Regions from separate parts of the Hordeum vulgare genome. Here region 1 is linked to region 2. A link is a contact called in public HiChIP or PLAC-seq data. All regions are on one chromosome and are shown on one strand. Each heading gives the region's core, a stretch centred on a gene start, on an enhancer-like site or on the middle of the called end of the contact. The rest is flanking DNA. Distances are from core to core; before and after follow the strand shown. Region 1 holds the start of LOC123412593. Region 2 holds the start of LOC123441666.

Evidence for each region. HiChIP or PLAC-seq counts read pairs in DNA pulled down with a chosen protein or histone mark.
Region 1: a contact with region 2 is called in an H3K4me3 HiChIP or PLAC-seq map of embryo, with 3 times the contacts expected there. The contact joins the promoter of LOC123412593 here to the promoter of LOC123441666 in region 2. A contact is called at or near these places in 1 of 6 Hi-C or Micro-C datasets (leaf) and 1 of 1 datasets of contacts at active chromatin or transcription factors (embryo).

The regions. Positions count from the first base shown.
Region 1 is chr1H:417,792,301-417,797,557 of MorexV3_pseudomolecules_assembly, reverse strand. LOC123412593 reads right to left here and starts at 1,672. Exons shown (of 4, transcript XM_045105547.1): 1 at 815-1,672; 2 at 671-736; 3 at 1-580. LOC123412583 reads right to left here and starts at 3,723. Exons shown (of 1, transcript XM_045105536.1): 1 at 2,285-3,723. The coding sequence starts at 3,694. The coding sequence ends at 2,507.
Region 2 is chr1H:417,629,536-417,634,899 of MorexV3_pseudomolecules_assembly, reverse strand. It overlaps LOC123441666, which reads right to left and starts at 2,339. Exons shown (of 1, transcript XM_045117979.1): 1 at 1-2,339. The coding sequence starts at 2,058.

The DNA of each region.
Region 1 (5,257 bases), core at 423-2,922, 160 kb before region 2:
CATCACGCCTCACAAGTCCGGATTTATCATACGAACCGTATCTGCTGATAAAGTTATCAACTATGATGTGCTTTCGGATCCCCTTCCCTGATAGTGCTAAAATCTCCGCCTACTGGAAATCATCTATCCGTCTATGTGATCACAAAAATGGCACCTCATCGGGTCAAGCGAGGTCATGGTTGTGCTCATCAAAAAATGCCGCGACGAACCAAACTCCACGGGCTTTATCTAGTTTCACCACCAAGTGCGCACCGCAATCGCAACGAGTCTCCCCCATTAACCTGCGGGTGCGCCATCCATGATTATGAATTTCCTCCGTCGTCTTCCTGCTCTGAAGCAAACAAACCGTCTGAACCTTATAATTCCTGCAGGACCTTTTCCTCGTTTCACCTTCTCTTTCATGATGTCGAACCCACGCTCTTTTGCGTGATTGTTGTAGAACCATGTACGCATCCCCTTGGGATTTAAATGTCATTTCCATAACCTTACAATGCGTATCCAACATCTTTTCCAGCTTCTCAGTCTCCGCAATGTCAATCTCTACTTCACCGTCATCATCGATACAATCATTTATGTCCTTCTGAAAAAATACATAAAAAACCATGAGAGTTATGCTCTATCATAATCTAGTTCACACTACTGGCTACCGTACAAAAATGATTTAACATACCTGATTTACATTATCGTAGAAAAAGTCATCCTTATTATTTTTCGCATTCTCAACATCCACATCTTCCTGTACAATAAATACACATATGAAATAAATATTGTATTGTATTTTACAAACTTAAAAATCTAAATATATATCACTTACGTTTTCACTGCATGTATCATCTTCATTATTTTGAAAATCCTCCGAAGGTAAATTATCATATGAAGACCATGATTCATTGACGCTATTATAATCATGATCATTAATAGAACTGTTACCAGTTGCATCACCGGTATCTATATCATACTCATCCTTTGAATAACCAGTTTACTCCTCCATTCAAACACGTCAAGCACTATACATCAGCAAAGATATAAAAAAATTACAATTAAATTTTTGTATAAGACTCGGTTTTATTTCAACAGCTTAGGTCGCAAACCTACGATGACTCCGGCGGCAGGGGATGATCCTTGACGGGGCGGCGGCTTGGTGATCGGGAACGAGGTGGCGGAGTGGCGGTCGGGAACGGGGTGACGTCGTCGGTGGCGATTGCCAGGTGTTCGACAACGGTGAACGTGGACGGGTCGACGGCAGAGTGGTTGCCGGGAACGGGGCGGCGTCATAGGCGGCGATGTGTAGATGGGTGGTACTGGCGAACGCGTGGACGGGCCGGCGGCGGGGTGATCCGCGACGACGTGGTGGTCCGGAACGGGGCGGTGTTGTCGTCGGCGATGTGGAGAAGGGTGCGGCGGGGGCTGATCGTCATGGGCGTCGACGGCGACAAGGTCAACCGTGGGCGACGTGAATTAGGTCAAGCGACGGGCTGGCCCAGCATGAACGACGAGTCAACCGGGATCAGGGGCGTGGGGTGCGACGTGACGAGGCGACGGTTTTCCATCCCGGGGGCGTGGGGTGCGACGTGACGAGGCGACGGTTTTCCACGTCAGTGGTGCCGACGTGGCGACGTACGTATATACTGTACGCGAATAAGTTTGAAGGAAATGACCTTCCTATCCTTCTACTTTTTTTGGGGGGGGGGGGGGGGGGGGGAGGGGGGGTACCGAAGCCGGGCTCTCTCTAGAATAGACCTTGCCATAAGTATGGGGTCTCTCTAGGATATACCTTACCATATGTAATACCCCCTCTGTATCGAAATATAAGCCATTTTTTGACACTACAGTTGTCTCTCTAGGATAGACCTTACCATGAGGTCTTATATTTTGATACAGAGGGAGTATTACTTATCGTGAACATGTCGATATTTTAGCCCAAATAGCAAGTTCATGATCCGACCCACATAATCCATTTTGTACATCATCATTACAGGGTTGAACTTGCAAATGGCCTTTAGACCTACACACACATCTGTTGGCACACATCAGCACCACATCTAGAGAGAGGAAATCACAAATGCAAGTTCTCTACTCAAGATAACACGACAACATTATTTATTTGAAAGAACCAGAGACTTCAAATCAGTAGTGGAAAGGGTAAGATGTAAAGATCAACACAGGGTACGTTCCATTGTGATGTTTGTCGTGCATAGAGTTATCGGAGTAATCAATCTAAAAAAGCATAAACGGATAAAAGAACTGGCTCAACAAACTAGATCAACTGATCAAGAAAATCTGATAACAAGAAACCAGCTACTGTGTTTCTAGATTTTAATGGGCCGCAGGACGCAAAATGACAGTTGTTCAACTACAAATGCAGTTGATACTCATAACATGGGCTACAAATAGGGCAAAATTGTCCTATGAAGCACTGTTAAAATCATGGATCATGACTTGATCTTTAACATTGGTACTAGAAACATAAGCCTAATCCAGAATTATATCATTCTAGAAGACCAGCCTACTTGAATCCTTCAAATTTGATCTTACCCTCATATGCCTTAACAACATCTGGCACATACTCAGCATGCCTCAACACATACCTGACCTTGAAATTCCTGGAGCTGCCAAGCAATGCCTGAAGCAATTTGATATCTCTCCCAATTCTCCCCTCCCTCATCAACACACTCAGCACGGCGCACCTCGGCAGGATGCACTTCTCCAAGCTATAACCTAGAACTACAGGCCGCGCAATTACATCACTTATTCCAAGCTTCAGCTCGTCCAGCAGGAATCGGACCTTCTTTTGTATGCTCTCATCGGTGAAAAGGAAAATGGTGGGCTGCGTCTTGAAAGCCTGCAGCACCTCACCCTCTGACAGCCCGAAGCTCTGGAAAAATGCCATTTTCCGCAGCCATGAGTCCCTCTTAACAGCGGACATCGCACGGAAGCAGTAGAGGAAGCGCGGGTCCAAGGTGGACATGCCCATCGCCTTGAGTTCATCGAATATTTCGCTGATGCGATCTGGTGACGACAGGAGCACGCCCAACCGGATGACGAGCAGCTTCGAAATGCTGGCCTCTGTGAGGCCGCCGCGGCGGAGAGCTTCCACGGCGGGGCGCATGTTGTTGTCGAGGTCCCCAGCGAGGGCGCGGGGGACGCGGTGGAAAGCGAGGCGGAGGTCGTCGTCGCTGCCGATGATCCCGCGGAGGAACTGGATGGCGGGGACGAGGTGCTTGTCGAGGCTGCGTGCGAGGAGCAAAGGCTCAGTTGCGAGCTTGTGGGTCTCGAAGCCTAGGGAGGCGAAAAAGTCGAGCTTGGGGCGGAGGATCTGTTCGGGGTCAAGGACGAGAAGCACCGAGGCGCTGCGCAACGCCCGGACGATGTCAGCGTCGGCGAAGCCATAGTGCCTGAGGAGGGCGCGCACAGCGTCGGCCTTGTCGGTGGAGCGGATGCGGAGGTGTTGAGAGGTGGTGACCGCGCCAGCGGCGGCGGGGGAGAGGCCGCACGAGATGAGGTAGGAAATGGTGTCGCGGCAGGGCTCCGAGTTGGGGACTTTGCTGACGGCGGGCGAGGTGTAGCTGCGGGCTAGAGGGATGGTGCCAGGGATGAGCTCGAGGGGGTTTGTGCCGCCGCCGCCGCCGCCGCCGCCAGGGATTTGATGGATTCGGAAGAGGAGGAGCCGCTGCCGGCAGATGGAGGTGAACATGATGGATGGGGCGGACTAGTGTGGGAGGGGCCCGGATGCTTCAAAAAAAAATTCTTATTTTGGCGAACTCAGTTAGGCCTGATACAGTACTATACAATATGGTAAATGCTTCCGCACAGCGCGCCGGCCGTCGTTCGGCCGGTCGCTGCGCGACAGCTATGCAACATTTTTTTTATTAGCTGCAACCATGTTTAATTTTGCTTCAGGCCCTGTTTGAAACCACAATAGATTATCATAATCTGAATTATGAAGATAGATTATATAATATGGTTTATAAAAATAATCTAGGTGAGCATGTTTGAAGGCCAGATTATATAAACTGTAATCCAGGTTTTATATCGTACAATGACATATCTGCCCTTTGTTTTTTAACTGCAAAGGTAATAATCTAGTTGGACATGTTTGGAGGACGGTGACGGTGACAGTAGGTAATTATCTCCAAGTTTCAAAGGGTAATGGGTCATTAGTAATCCATAATCTGATTTTAGCTGGGGTAGAGTAGATTATGAATTTTTAATAATCTGGCCATCTAGTTTTTATAAACTGCAATATAATCTGTCATGTTTCGAGACATAATAGATTATAAAAACTGGATTATATAATTTGAGTGGTTCCAAACAGGGCCTCAAATGTTTGTTATTTTATTATATTTTGTCATTTAAAAAGTTGCATCTATGGTTGGTTGCAACTCGAGTTCGTTGAATTTTTGCTACAACCGACGTTTGACTTTTGTTACAACTGCGTTAATTTTTGCTACAACCGGCATCATTTTTTTTCTGTAACTGTTCATTAAAAAAGTTGCATACACGTTCACGTAGATATTTGCTACAACCGGCGTTTGACTTTTGCTATCACGCATCATCAGTTTCGTTTTTCTTTGCTACGATCACGTAGATACTTTTTTTGCTACAAGTATTTTTTTTTCAAACCGTTGACGAAAATTGCTGCATCGCGCCGAAATTTACTGCATCAAGTAAAAATGTTGCATGGATAGATCTAACGCCCCCCTCGCAGATCTGACGATCGCACTGCGACCGGCGCGAGCGTTCGCGCCGACGTGTCGACGCGTAGTACTGCCCATACAAGATGCTTAGAAATAAATCAATGTTTTCTAAACACTGATTGGTGGTGTCATTGACTAGGGGTCGGGGATTCCTTCGCCCTCTTAAGATGGGATTCGGAGAGTGTACGATTTAATGTGATCAAGACTGCATCTGTCGAAGGATTAATGTGTGCTTTAAGACTTCTCCCCACACCTAAGATACCGACCTTGTAACCCTAGATATCCTAATCAATGTGTATATAACCCGTGGAGTTTAGCCCGTACAAGGGACTCGAACACAACATTACTCACTTCACGATCTCGAGATAGATCAATTATGTATGTGATACTATTCCATCAGTATACACAAGAGCATGTCATAAGATTTTACCTTCATCAAGAGGGTTCGAACCTGGGTAAGCATTGTCTCTTTCGTTCTTGTTACCACTCATCCGAGATCCACAGCTCGGGTCCCCTACCCCAATGTGTTAGGGCATATTTTGTCCTAAGTAATTTGGTGA
Region 2 (5,364 bases), core at 1,090-3,589:
CTCGACCCTGTACTGGTCACCAATGCCGAAGTGCGCCATAAGCAGCCACAGGACGGTCAGCAGCTCCCCGCCCTGGCTCAGCTGCTTGGCGTGGAAGTTCCCCCTGCACTTGCCCGCCGCGTAGCACATCATCTCCACCCACACCCCGGCCACCAGCCTCCACCGCTTCCTAATCTCCATCCCCCGCAACTGCTCCGCTAGCCGGCACGCGTCGAACAACACCGACTTGCTCCGGTCCCCCTTCACCTTCCGCGGTTCGATATCCGCCTTCACTGCCGCCAGCGCGCTAGCGCCCTGCCGCTCCTCCGCGCGTGCCTCGCCTCCCCGCAGCCGCAGGAAGAAGTTCTTGGCCTCCGCGCAGGTGTCGCCGAACCGGATCTGCCCAATGCTCGCCGTCAGCATGAACGGCCGCATCACCAGCAGGAACAGCATGTAATTTGCTATTTCCCTGCTCGCCGCTGGCAACATGGATCCGCTGTTTATGTCGCCCTCTTCTGCGGTCCCGCCGCCGCCGGAGGGGGCAAAATCCGAGTTATCCTCGTCGTAGAAGCAGATGTCAGTCGCGATGTGCCAGAGGATGATGCTCTCGTCGAACTCGACCTCATCGACGCTCCAGCCGAGCTCCTGGTAGCACCCCTTGCGCTGCAGAATCCACTGCCCGCGGTGATCCCCGAACCGCCGGTAGCTCATTGGATCTACCGTGCTGTTCGCCTTGTCCTTGATCTGCTTGAAGATAAGCTGCTTGAGCACCAGGGACACGCGGATGTGCTTCGTGTACCATAAGCTGTCCCACGCTGTCTTCACGCGGATGTTGTAATCCCACTCGAGCCTCTCGAGCACTCTCGTCAACCATGTGGACTTGTCCTTGAGGCAGTAGCTCACGAGATTGTACTGGGCCATCTGGTTCGACCACCGTGGCCTCGCCTCGGGCATGAAGTACTTGACGGCCTGGAAAACCACTCTCCTCGCCGCCGGGAGGCATTTGCGTAACTTACACAGGTCAGCGTAGCTCCAGGAGGAGATGGCCATCAGGACAATGCCGTAAATCTCCAAGAAAATGGCACCAACAAGGAGGACGTATGTGACGGCAACGTCGGCCTCCTTGTAGCGTCCCTTGCCGGCCTTGGAGAAGACGAGGAGCGACAGGATGGGCGCGGCCAGGGTGAAAGCGCGGAGGTAGCGGCCGGAGGGGCAGTGTATGACGGGCGACTTAGAGTGGAGCGACTCATACATGAGCTGAAGCTCGATCTCGACGACCTTGTAGGCCTGGTCGCGCTTCAGGCGGCGGAAGAAGGCGAGGCTGTCGGTGCGGTCCTGGAAGCTGAGGATGAGGTCGACGAAAAGGCGGCGGAAGGTGTGGAAGAACATGTGTGCCTTGATGACAAGCTCCTCGTACTCCATCGGCTCCTCCGGGACGTGGACGTCGTCTACGGGCAGCCGCTCGGGGACGATGACGATCTCGGCGCGCAAGCCGGCATCCTTGCTGGAGTGGTACTCCTCCATGAACTTCGCGTAGTTGGGTCCTGGGTCTGGGCGTGTGAGCATGGAGCTGCGGAGGCTGCTCATGCTGGCCGATTTGAGCGCCCAGGTGCGCTGGGCATACTTGAGGACGCCAGAGACGAACATGACGACGGCCGGAGCAACGAGGCCCGCGGCGGAGGGGCGGGACTTCCAGTAGACGTACAGAGCGAGGCCGACCTGGGTGACGAGGCTGAGGAGGTGGCGGAGCCAGAGCTCGTTGTCCTCGATGGCGAAGGCGGTGATGGTGTCCTGGCCGCCGAGGTGGAGGATGAGGAAGGGCGCCCACATAACGAGGAGGTGCAAGTCGGTGTCCCCGTCGGCGTGGCATAGCTTCTGGCTCCGAGATAGGGAACCCAGCGCGTAGATGGCAATGGAATCGGCGAGGAGGTAGGCGAGCCAGAGCAAGAAGTGCAACCAGGACGCGACGTTGCGCTTGCGGAGTCCGCCGGTGAAGAGGAGGAACACCTGCAGGGAGAGGCTGCCGAGGAGTAGCACACGGATCTCCCACTCTCCCCACAGACTCCAAAGGCTCGTCATCGATCGGCACTTCGGCAGAGGGCCAGCGGTGGTGACCGCGGCAGCTGGCCGGTCGAGAGGAAGATGCGTCGAGCTTGACTCGGCAGCAAATCACCGTTGACTCGTAAGGAATATGCCTTCACAGCACCCACAGTCGCTCTCTTCTCGCCTGTCGCCTCTATAGGCCTTCCACCGTGTTACCGGTTTCTTTTTTCTTTTTTTTAAACACGGTCCTTAGTTACCGATCTCATTAAAAAAGTCGAAGAGAGTTGCCCGGTTAATAATTGGAAAACCGGGCTAAAATCGTCACAATTCGTCCGCCACAAACAGGACACACATGGCGACCTGGCAACCTTCACAAGAACGCACACACACCGCCTAGGGAAAGAGCTCCGTCGAGGTTGTAATTCGGCGTCATCGTCATCACGCCTCCACGAGGGCGACTCCGACTTCACCATCGACGACCACCGATGTAGCCTCCACCGCAGACAAGCGTAGAAACCTGCGTCGGACAACGTCAAACAGTCCACCACACGCGCCGACGACCAGATAGCTTCGACTCAACCGACGAGCATTGAAGGAAGAAAAGCACTGGACCTGCGCTGAGCCAGCGCCGGAACCGACCACCCGTGTTCACGTCATCGTCGCCGCAAGGATCCCCCTCAAACAGCTCCGACTTCAGAAGACAAGAGAGGCACGGCAACCCCTCGAACACGCCGGACGAGACCGACTACCCGAACCCAACAGCAAATTCTCCTCCGGTTGAAGGGGCCATCGTTGCCACACAAGAAGCCGCGCAGATCTTCCACGTTGCCGGACGAGCCCCAGCTGACCGCAATGTTGCGAGCATCTAGCCCCTGGAGAGTGCAATCAAAATCCAAAGCTCTTCAAGACGACACCCCCAAAGAAAGCGACGATGGCGCCGCCGTCGTCCGGCCCAACCGGGACTAAGGTTTTCACCTGAAGAACTGGATCCGAGGGTTTGTAGGAAGAGAACTCCTCAACAGTGCCTCCAAGAAGGTGAGACGACATCCACAGACGCCGACACCGTCGTCCGACAAGCTCTTGCCCGACAAGCTTTCGCCCGGAGCACCTCCCAACACCACAACCCCACGCACAACACCTCCGCTAGCACGCACGCCTCCCACCAAGCCATCACGCCATGACCACGGGTGGGAGTACCGCCACCAGCCGACCGCCGGGCACCATTCCTCACCACCAGCCACCGCCACCACACGCCCGCGGGCAGGAACAAAGGCATCCTCCGTCCAGCCCCCGCACAACGTGGGCAAGGCGAAGCCAGACGGCCAGGCAGAGCGCCCGCCCAACCAGCCCGTGCGCCAGAGCCAGGACGCGCTCCTCGCAATCACCGGCCCGAGATTCAGGCCAGAGCCCCCACCACGAGCACGCCAGCCACCCACCACTCAGGCCTCGACGCGCCCGTCGAGCCGAGCTGCCACCACCGCCCACACGCCGCGTCACGCCGCTGCACCCGCGCCCGCGACGCGCCGCCTCCCAGATCCGACGTCCCGCGCCGCCACGCCTGAGCAGGAGGGAGAGGGAGGCCTGCCGCCGCCTAGGCTGACCGGGCTTTGCCCGTCAGCACGCAGGGGCGGGGGCGAGGGGATGAGGGAGGAGGGAGGTGGGGTTGCCCGGCGCTGGGCTGGGGCTCTCCCCGGCCGCCTACGGAGGCAACGCGAAGAGAGAGGGGGGGAAATCGGCCGCAAGTCCCCGTGTTACCGGTTTCATATTGATCGAAAAGGTATCATTAAAATAAGATAAAATAAAGGCAAGTTTTAGTTATCTAAACACTCTTATATTAGTTTATAGAAAGAGTATCAAAGATAATAAGAGTAACTTCAACTTGACGATCCATTTCGTCTGTTGAATTCACGCGAACAGAAATGATGGTCCAATGCGCCAGTCCAAATGGACATGCGTCCGCTTTTCGTTCTCGTGCCGACCCATTCCCGACCCAATTTTGAGCTGGATTTGGATCGACGCGGACACAAAACGGACATGGACGACGCGCGTTTTCTCCATCCCTGGCCCGCCAGTCGGTGGCACATTGCTCGTCCTCCACCCCTACCGACAGTGCCGACAGCTAGCCCCAGTCTCCCTCCCAACCCCGTCGCCGGCGCCGCCCAGTTCCGGCGCCTCCTCCCGTACCTCCCCAGCGCATACCCACGCCGCCGGCTGCATTGCCGCCCGGGCCACAGCAGGTTCCCCGACCCCAATCCGTCGTCCTCGGTCAGCTTCGTCGTCCACGCATGCAAGCTCATCGACAGTTTGCTTCAAGGTACAAAATGGACTCCGTCGACGAGTTCTTTTTCCATAATGTTGTGTGCGACTCCGACGATTCCTCGTCCCACGATGAGGGGATGCTGCTTGCCGTGTTGGTCCATGACCACCTTAATAGGCAGCGGTCGTTGTTTCGAGGCTCGATTTTAGGGCATGTTCCGGCGTTGAATCGCAACCGAGATAGCGACCACTTCCTTATATGGAAGGACTACTTTGACACAAGCAACCCGCTGTTCTAACATCAGAAATTCCGGATTAGTTTTCGTATGGCTAGACATGTTTTCAACCGGATTTGAGCAGGGTTGGTCAGATACGATGACTACTTCGAGTGCAAAGAGGATGCCATTGCAAAGTTTGGCTTCTCATCTTATCAGAAATGCACTGCATCCATCTGGATGTTTGCTTATGGAGTACCCGGTGATCTTATCGATGAGTACGTCCGTATGAGTGAGTCTACTTACTAGAGTCGTTGTACAGATTCTGCAAGGCCGTGGTTGCAGTCTTTGGCCATCAGTACCTGAGAGAGCCGACTGCTGCGGACACAGCCCGCTTGTTGGCGACCAATGCTAGCCGGGGATTCCCAAGGATGCTTGGCAGCATATACTGCATGCACTTGTTGTGGAAGAACTGCCCTACCTCTTGGCAAGGCCAATATAAGGGTCGTGTCAAGGCTTGCAATGTCATACTTGAGGTCGTGGCCTCTCAAGATCTCTAGATCTGGCATTCTTTCTTTGGCATGTCCGGATCACACAATGATATCAACGTGCTTCAACATTCGCCGGTGTTTGCAAGGCTTGACGAAGGCAACAACCCGTCGGTCAATGTTAACATCAACGGTCACAACTACAACAAATGATACTATCTAGTTGATGGAATCTATCCACAGTGGACTACTATTGTGAAGAAAATCTCCAACCCTGTCGGAGAGAAGAGGAAAATATTTGCCCAAGAGCAATAGAGTGCTAGGAAGGATGTCGAACGTTCCTTTGATGTTCTGCAATCTCGATGGGGCATAGTTCGGTATTC